Linked DNA regions of Zea mays: region 1 is linked to region 2. Evidence: chromatin contacts called from public Hi-C data. All regions are on one chromosome and are shown on one strand. Each heading gives the region's core, a stretch centred on a gene start, on an enhancer-like site or on the middle of the called end of the contact. The rest is flanking DNA. Distances are from core to core; before and after follow the strand shown. Region 1 holds the start of LOC100285536. Region 2 holds the start of LOC606487.

Region 1 (4,875 bases), core at 39-2,538, 180 kb after region 2:
AGAGAGTGAGTGAGTGAGTGAGAGAGAGAGCCTAGAGGAGCGATCACCGCGGCTGTCGTCAAAGAGGCCCGGCTCGTGGGCGCCCTTCCTCTTTTCAGCGACAGGTCGTGGAACTCCTTCGCCGTCGTTGATCACTAGTCGTTAGCGGGGGCGTTATGTAGGCGTTGTGGGGGCTCCGGGTTGCGGGGCGTCATCATGATTGGTGATGGATGAGAGGATGGTCCATAAAATAGAGATATTTGGATGCGATTGAGGAAAGAGGGTGGAGGTAAAAGAAGCGATCCAAAGCGGTGATTTTATTGGAGGGAGATTGTTGTGGTTAATTTGTTGCGTGGGCTTAGTGACATTTTAAGTGATGGATTATATAGGAGTAGAGATGATAAGGGAGCCGATAAAATAGTGGTATATAAGAGATACAAATGCAAAAATTCAACGAGATTAAATAGAATTGAATAGAAAAAATACTCCATAATATTAAATTAATATACTAAATTGAAGACCACTAAAATTAATTTTAGAATACATAAATTTAATATAAATCATTTTTATAAATATATTTTTCACAAGAAAACCTAAACATATTCCACAATCTAAAGTACATAGTAGCAACAAATCTTAAAATTTTCGTGCCATAATACCATCCCCGCATGTTTAGATGGAAGCCTATAAGGCAAATGTCTGACAAACAAATCATCTCAGATTCTCAGTCCCGGGCATAGGAAATCCAACGCGTGGCGTTGGTGCCTGGACTAGACTTTTTTGAGTCATCATTCAAATAGGCCTCTAAGACCGTCTTCGGTAGAGCCTGAAAAATAGGAAAAGTAAAAATGTAGATAATATTGTTTAACAATATTTACAGATAAAAGTTTTAAATTAAAATTATGATAAATGTGATACAATCTGATGGAGATAGACTAATGGCCATGCAGACAGGCACTCGTGTCCATGTTCTCCGCTGCCCTATCCCTATCCGTCGTTCACTCGTCCCGCCCGATCAGTCCACCTCCACTTCCAGATCCGTTCCGAACCATCCAGAAGCAGGAGGCGAAGCTCCCCGTTGCTTACCCACCTAACCAGCGGACACGATGCACTCCTTAGTTCATCGAACGGCCGATCTCGTCCTCACCCATTCGCGGCAGTTTCACCGCCGCTCATTCACCGCGCGCCAGCCGTCATCAGACATCAGCTGCCCAGCTTTTACTGCTCCCATCAAAGCCGTGCATGCGAAAAGCGCGCGGCGAAGGAAAAGGAGGCGGTAAAAAAAGCAACTTCACGCGAGGGAGCCGCGACCGCGAGCGCCTCCGCATTTCGAACCAAAGGGGGCAGAACTGAGAGATCGAGAGAAATAATAAAAAAAAATCCGTCTTCTTGTGGTCTTCTCCAAACCCTAGCGCCCCCGGCCCCGGTCTCCGCCCCCCCGCCTTCGCCGTCGCGGTCGCGCCCCATGGCGGGGAAGTCGCGACCGCCCAAGCGGATCCTCGAGTCCTATACCATCAAGGGTTCGGACAGAGTCATCAAGCGTGAGTGCCCCTTTCCCCCGTCTGATCCGGAATTTACGGAGGGCCTTTTTTGGGGGATTTTTTGTTGGCGTTGGCGGGTGGCGTATCTGGGGACATGTGTCGGGGGTCTCGGTTTCCGGGCCCTGGGGTTCGGGGTGTCTTACTTTGGGGGTAGATTGATTTCGTCAGGAATGGTTGCAATAATCGGGCGCTGGTCTGTTGTTTTGGCCATCTATGCCTTTACTGCGGTTGAAATTTGACCGCTTTGTTGTTCACTGCTGCCAACTCCGTGGCTGTTTGGGGTTTGAATTCAATTAGCAATGTAACGGCGTAATCTTCGAGGGGGGTTAGCATGGCAGTGGTTACTGCAGTACTATGCTGTGCTCTGGTCACTTGAAAGTTGAAACTTTTTTTCCCTACAAAGCTATCGTTAACATGAACTCAGCTTGTTGGAATGTTCAGTCTTGTACTAGGTATTAGTGGACGTGTGTACATCGCATTGGCATCTGTGTATGAACGAGCTCGATTTATACAAAATAGAGCTATAATAAAATAAAAGTGCAATAAGCTATTTTACGATTGATGTGCTCTTTGATTAGATTGTCTACAGTTCGTTAGTATGTTTGCTCTGTTATTGCGTTACAGCTTCAAATTTGGTACATGAATAGTATTTTTTTGGATAGAAGAGCTCAATCAAGGTTCTGTAATACAGTGCTCGTTTCCTCACAATGTCGTCGGCCAAATTTTGGTATGAGGTCTTCAAAAGTATATTGGTCCTTTACTTTTTCTTGCAAAAAAAAACAATTATCATAATAGAAGAACTTGAATACCTTTGTCAAACAAATACACTTATAATCTGACCTTTTCAAACTAAAATACACCTTATAGAAGTGAAGAATGGGGTATTTTTGTTTATATAAGGCTTTCTCATTGCTTTGACGAAGCAGCGTAAAGTGCCTTCCGGATTCAATTGATTCTTTAAATTGTTTCTTACAGCTGGCGATTGCGTGCTAATGAGGGCATCTGATGCTTCAAAGCCACCTTATGTGGCAAGAGTTGAGGCAATTGAAGCAGCAGGATCTCGAGGCACCAATGTGAGAGTACGAGTGCGGTGGTATTATCGACCAGAGGAGTCCATAGGTGGTCGGCGGCCATTTCATGGTTCCAAGGAGGTTTTCCTCTCTGACCACTATGATGTACAAAGTGCTGACACCATTGAGGGGAAATGCAATGTCCACAGCTTCCGTAGCTATACAAAGCTTGATTCTGTCAATGCTGAGGATTTCTTCTGCCGCTTCGAGTATAAATCAGCTACTGGCAGCTTTGTACCAGATCGTATAGCAGTGTAAGAACACAGCAAGACTTGCAATTTCATTATTTTGGATTTGCATTCATGTTGCATTTACAATTTGTAGCAAGTTCATCTAGTCTGATTCTTTAACTTGTGCAATGTGTTAATCTCCTGCTACCTCTAATCCAGCATATATTAGATAGCTTTGGTTTTCGGAAGCAGCATTTCCCCCTACATGCGACCCAATTAGATTGCTTATTGGTACTCGGGTTGGACAAGGATTAATAGGAGTAAACCATGTCAAAAACCAAAGGAATGACTTGTTTTGTGTTGATAGTGCTAAAATTGTAAGTATTACCTCTATCTCCAAACACAAGGTCTATTGTTTTCTTAGGGGACTTTGACTACAACTACTCAATTAATTTGACACATTTGTGATGCAAAACCATACTGATAAGCAAGTACCTTTTGAATATAATAATATATTAAGTTCCAAGGCATGGATGGCGTCGACATAAATATAAGAATATATTAAGGAGGTGTTTGGGACTGCTCCATGTTCCAGCTCCGGCGTGTAGTTGTAGTTTATAATATAAATTTAAATAGTTTTAAAAATATTTTTAATCTAAATAATAAACAAACTGACTTGTATAGATGTCTTTTAAAGGTTCACAACTCCAGGTTCACCATTTTCTGGAGCATCTAATGACCTTTTCTACCAACTCCACCAAATTTTCTGGAGCTGGAGCCATCCCAAACTGGGTCTAAGTTTGTGTCTCAAGGTTATATACTACTAGAGTAAGTATTGGTAAAAGGCAGACAGAGTAACTCGAATTGCAGGGATCACGTAGATGATATCTGTCTTTATTTCAGTATCAATTCATGTCACTTGTAGATAACTTTCATGAGTTTCTTTAAGAATCCCAACATAGTCATAGTCATAGAAAATGGGGTCAAAGGCATAGGTGACCTGGGAATGTCATCTCCATTTCCCAACCTGGGTACGTGGGGTTGTTTTCTACCCTGCCATGCGAAAATTTCTCACAAGTAGCTTACCACGTCCCTTCACCTCGTCCATTCAAAGAACTTTTTTTCTATATTTCCACACAAGCCTTTTATTTCAGAAATTGTATTTTCTGTCTGCCCAAGGCTATTAAGGTCATAAGTCAATTTCCTATATGATCCTGCATCACCATGAACCTCTCTGTACTAAATAGGAGTAATTCATCTGCATGTTTTCTATGCTTGTGGAATACCAAAAGGTCATGTAAATCCAATCATCTTCTCCAATAGATGACATTGCTATCTATTGGGGAAATATCAGCGGTACACAAAGGCTCATGCCATGTAGAACATGTTTCTTTAGGCCTTTGTGGTTGGGTACAACTAGGACTTGCTGGTTCTCTGTTTACTATAGCATGAAAATTCTAGACAATGCCCTTGCAGCAAGTTATTACATTGATAGTCTTTGTTTGATTTCAAAGGCAGGCCATAGTGTTAGCATGTGTTTGGTTTGGGGAAGAGGAGTGACGGGACGGACCTAACCCTACCGTTTGGGACAGGTTCAACCTGCTTCATGTTCAGTTTGGAAATTGGGTTGATCCCATGATTTTGTTTGTTGGAGGTATCAATCTATGGGTTTGGAGGTTGGGTTCTCTACTCTTTTCTTTCTCCTCTGTACATGTAGCTGCGTACTCAGACTCCCCCACCGCCACTTGCCATCCAGCCTGTTACTTCCGAGCAACTCACGGGCCGCCCCAGCTTAGCAACTTCCTGTCTGCTCACGCCGCCATTTCGAATTTCTGCTTGCTCATGTTGGCATGTTGCTGCTAGGCCTCTCAGCCATTTCCGATGCTGCTGGTGTGTCATCCCATGATGCGCTGCCTTCACTGAGGCTCCCATCTCTTATTGCATCGTCCACTGTGCTCCTTGCTGCCGCTGCCTCACCGCTCACTCATGCTGCTGCCTCCTCGCAATTGGGCTGCGGCGCTGCGCCGATGCTCGCTGCTGGTGTATGATGCATAGCGTGCGTGTGCAGACGATGCGTGAATCAAACTGGGTTGTGCCTATTTCTTTGTTTTGGAA
Region 2 (4,258 bases), core at 157-2,656:
ACTAAATGAAGGGTAGAGATATGAATAAATCTGCTTCAATCTCTTTTAGCTATCCTTTAAACGACTTAACACTAAAATCAATTAGAGAGTGTTTGGTTTGAGGGATCATTCCCTCCAAAATAAGGTAGTTCATCATGAGTTCATTCTTCAAATTTGGTGAGATGACATCATTTCTTATATTAGTACTAACTAAATATGAGGATTAAGATAGTGATGGATCAACTTATTCCATTATACAAACCAAAAAAAATGTGTGGAGTGTGAAGATGATGGACTAGCTCATTCTTCAAACTAAACACCCCACTAATATCTACTTTAGTTCTTCTATTTAGCAAAAAAAAAGGTTAAAGGTTAGTTTGTGAACCCATTTTTCCAAAGGTTCTCATTTTTCAAAAGAAAATTATTCAAAAGAAAATTAGTTCATTTTCCTTTAAAAAAATAGAAATCCTTTGAAAAAATAAAGTTCCAAAGCTACCCCTAAACGACAACTAAAGATTAGTCCTCAAACAAAAAGACCTAAAATCAGTTACTCTACAGTACACAGGAGAAGGTACAGGAGAAGGTACGGAGGTGGTCTGTAGCCCTTGAATCCTTCCCAATTTCAACTTGACTTCCTAGCAAATCTCAACTGCAGCTGTTGAATTCTTTCCCCAATTCCAAATTACTCCCCTTAGAGTGTACGAAATTTCAATATGACATCATGAGCACTTAACAGAGGTCTAAACGTCAAACTCTTCCCATGTTTTAAATGACTTTCTATGACAGCTTAAGTTTATCTATGCATCTACTACTTCGTAGATTTAGTGGAAATACAGATCTCCAAATAGAGCAACTGCCAGCTCAAATTACTCACACAAATGTTGCCGCAAAGCTCATACGGGTTTCCGGTTCAGCATAGAGATCAGCAGTAGGGCAAACTAATTTAAATCACACCTATAATTACTAAGTAACCACGAAAAGCATGTGCAATAAATTCGTTGCATGCACATATCAATACTCCACCCATAATAAATCTGTGTGCACAACCGTGGACATCAAATCGTCTCAGGCTACATCAATCAACATAATCCCTGGACGGAGACGGACTGTACGGACCCGCTAAAATCCCTAAAATCCTGCCCACTACACGCGCCGCACCCTAATCACCCCCGAACACAAGCATCCCAGATGCGATTCAGAGCAAATTTGAACAGGGGGGCGACCGCATAATAAGGAAACCAAAGACGAATCGATTTGAACCGCGGAATCCCCTAAACAGCTTTCCAAACAAAATCACGGGAATGGGGATCGAGGAAGACGAGGCACGGGGACGCGTACCAGCTTGCCGGCTTCCTGGGCCTTGGTCATGTGGGCGTCGAACTCAGCCTTGCTGTGGCACGCGATCACGACTCCCTGCTCGGACGCCATTGATCTCTTCTTCCTCGGTGTCGGTGAGATCGAGAGCTTCTGTTCGTTGTGATTGCAAGGTACCTTTGGTGGCCTCATCCGGTGCGCGTGCACGCGACATTTATAGGCGCAGCGACTGGGTTGAGAAATGACCGGAAAGCCCTGGCGGCCCACGTTGCGGTTACGGGCCGCGTACGCGGGGTTACGTACGTCACCGCGCTCGTGGGCGGCTGCCGTGTTATTTTCTCGAATTCTCGAAGGTTCCCCACTTGTGCTTGTCGACGGCCCGCAAAATATAAACTTGACCGGTCAGCGTATTTGAAACTTGACCGTTAATACATTTATTATTTATCTATTTTAATTATATTTTAAAATGTGTATGGCTACGTTAATATAAACTTGACCGTTTATATTGATACGGTTATTTAAATCTGAACGAGTAGCTACCACGGGCGTGTTATCTTTTTAAAATGTTTTAAAATGCATTTTAAAAACCGTATGGATATTTTTAGCAAATGTGTAGAATTTTTTAATGGAAACTTATTCTAGTTGGTAGTTCTCTTGTGGCATATTATAAGACGTTTTAACATTTTTTGTAGTATAATATATATATATATATATATATATATATATATATATATATATATATATATATAGAAAAATAATAAATCTAGAAAAAATAAAATACCTTATAATTTAAAACAATGGAAAATACAATCCATGTCGTTTGGGTTTGAGGTTGCAACTACTAACTACATTAGTTGCAATAATAGTCATAATTAGGTTTTATTTAGTTTAGCTATAGATTAATAAAAAACTAATTCTAACTGTTATCTATGAGAAAGTTGTTATGAGGTAGGGTAGAAGGCGATTATCAATTGAACTAAAAATTATAATTTTTTAAAAAAATATTCTGTTTTTGTCATCGCTTAATTGAGATTCTAGATTTTAGTATTAAATTTGGTTTAGAAACGTGAACCAAATACATTCTTAATTTGTTGGATTGCATGTGTTATTTTACGCTCTTGTAGTCGTACCTGCATGACAAGGTATGAGGGAAATCACTACATGTTTGGTTCAGCTTTTTTTTGACAAGTTTTTCTAAAAATTTAGCTGTAGGAAGAATCTGACTGTATAGAGAATCTGAGTATCATTAAGATTACATGCGGATGAAAATAAAGGTGTACATAGGGCTCAGAATCTAGAAAGTGACGGATTTCTACTATTTCAACGACTCAACCGTATATGTGTTTATGTTGATTTTTGAATAATTTTTACTCAAACGAATTTTATAAAAACTGTCTGAGAAGCTAAGTGTTTGGCTGTCCGCAGCTTTTGGTGGCCAAAAAGCTAAAAAAACTGAAAAAACAGGGGCGTATGTAAATGCATAGCCATAAAACCTAGGACATGACACAAGATTGAGCCTGGCCCATGAGACAATTTGGTTATCTGGAAGCTTACTTATTTGTGTTGCAAATGGCCCGGTAGAGTTTGCATGGTGGGAAACGAAACTAGACGCTGATGCCAGCTAGGCCCGTATCTACGTTTTCGTAGTCCCGGTGAAAAAAAAATATATAGCCCTATACTAGAAAAAATAAAAATAGCTAATAAAAGTATGGTTTCACCATATAAATATATGTTTTCATGTAATAATTAAAATAATCGAACTGCAATTAGCATTCATGCTAGAAACGTAAAAGGAATTTTTCTTACTAATATCAATATGGCTTGATCTTGATGCCGTGACCTGCTAACCTTAATACCATTCAAAAAATAAAATAAATAAAATGGAACGAGAACACATGACGGAGCTGTCACTACCGGAATTTAGATCTTTGTCAAGTACTAAATATTTTGTCGAGTGTTTTTTTTTACTCGGCAAAAAATCTCTTTGCTGAGTGCCACGTAAAAAACCTCCGGTAAAAGAAAACGCTTGACGAAGAAGTTCTTTGCCGAGTGTTTTATTTTTGAACTCGGCAAAGAGCTTCTTTGCCTAGTGTTATTTTAACACTCGGCAAAGAAGCTCTTTGTCAAGTGCTTTTTTCAACACTAGTTAAAGACAATTTTAAAATCATATTTTAAAGTAGTAAATTAATTCAAATGAAAAAAAATTCAGCTACAAATTTGTATAACTCATCATGATGTACAATTTATATTTTCAACATTTCTTCATATAACAAAATAAAAATAAATTTGTTCATAAAACTTATATCTCTCTCGTAGTTTATGAAACTACGAGAGAGATGTATAAGATTTGTGCATATTGTTAGAACCATCATATGAAATGAACAAATGACCAAACAACCAAAAAAACTTTGTAACACTTGAGAAGTTATAAAATTTTGTAGTTGACAACTTTTTCATTTTAAGTCATCTTATCAGCGAAAACTACGTCTGAATTTTAAAAAAAATAAAATTTAAAATTTTAAAACGGACTCGAAAGAAAAAAACCAACAACATTAAAGTTGTAGGTATTGAAGAGTTATGAAATTTGTAGTTGACAATGTTTTGGTTTGAAATCATCTTGTCATGCAAAACTATGTTTGAATTTTAAAATTTGAATTTTTCAAACTACCTCGATTGGAGAGTTGTTCCTATAATTTTAAAAAATATTTTGCTATTTTTTTGGGGGGGCGATTCTTAATTTGTCGAGTGCTTTTTTGCCGAGTGCTTTTCGACACTCGACAAAGTCTTTGCCGAGTGTCCGAAAAATTACTCGGCAAAGGCTTTATCGAGTGTAAAATGTGAGAGCGCCTAGAGGGGGTGAATAGGTGATCCTGTAAAAATCAACACTAAATTCCAACAAGCTTGATTAAAGAGATATTAGCACAAGTTAATTAAGTCTATGAGGCGAGCTCTTGCGAACACAAAT

The links. A called contact is a pair of places that touch in the nucleus more often than the background predicts.
Region 1: a contact with region 2 is called in a Hi-C map of leaf, with 7 times the contacts expected there. The contact joins the promoter of LOC100285536 here to the promoter of LOC606487 in region 2. A contact is called at or near these places in 3 of 25 Hi-C or Micro-C datasets (ear, endosperm and leaf).

Annotation. Positions count from the first base shown.
Region 1 is chr7:13,677,056-13,681,930 of Zm-B73-REFERENCE-NAM-5.0, forward strand. LOC100285536 reads left to right here and starts at 1,289. Exons shown (of 5, transcript NM_001158427.2): 1 at 1,289-1,520; 2 at 2,496-2,844. The coding sequence starts at 1,445.
Region 2 is chr7:13,500,525-13,504,782 of Zm-B73-REFERENCE-NAM-5.0, forward strand. LOC606487 reads right to left here and starts at 1,407. Exons shown (of 3, transcript NM_001112341.1): 1 at 1,318-1,407. The coding sequence starts at 1,407.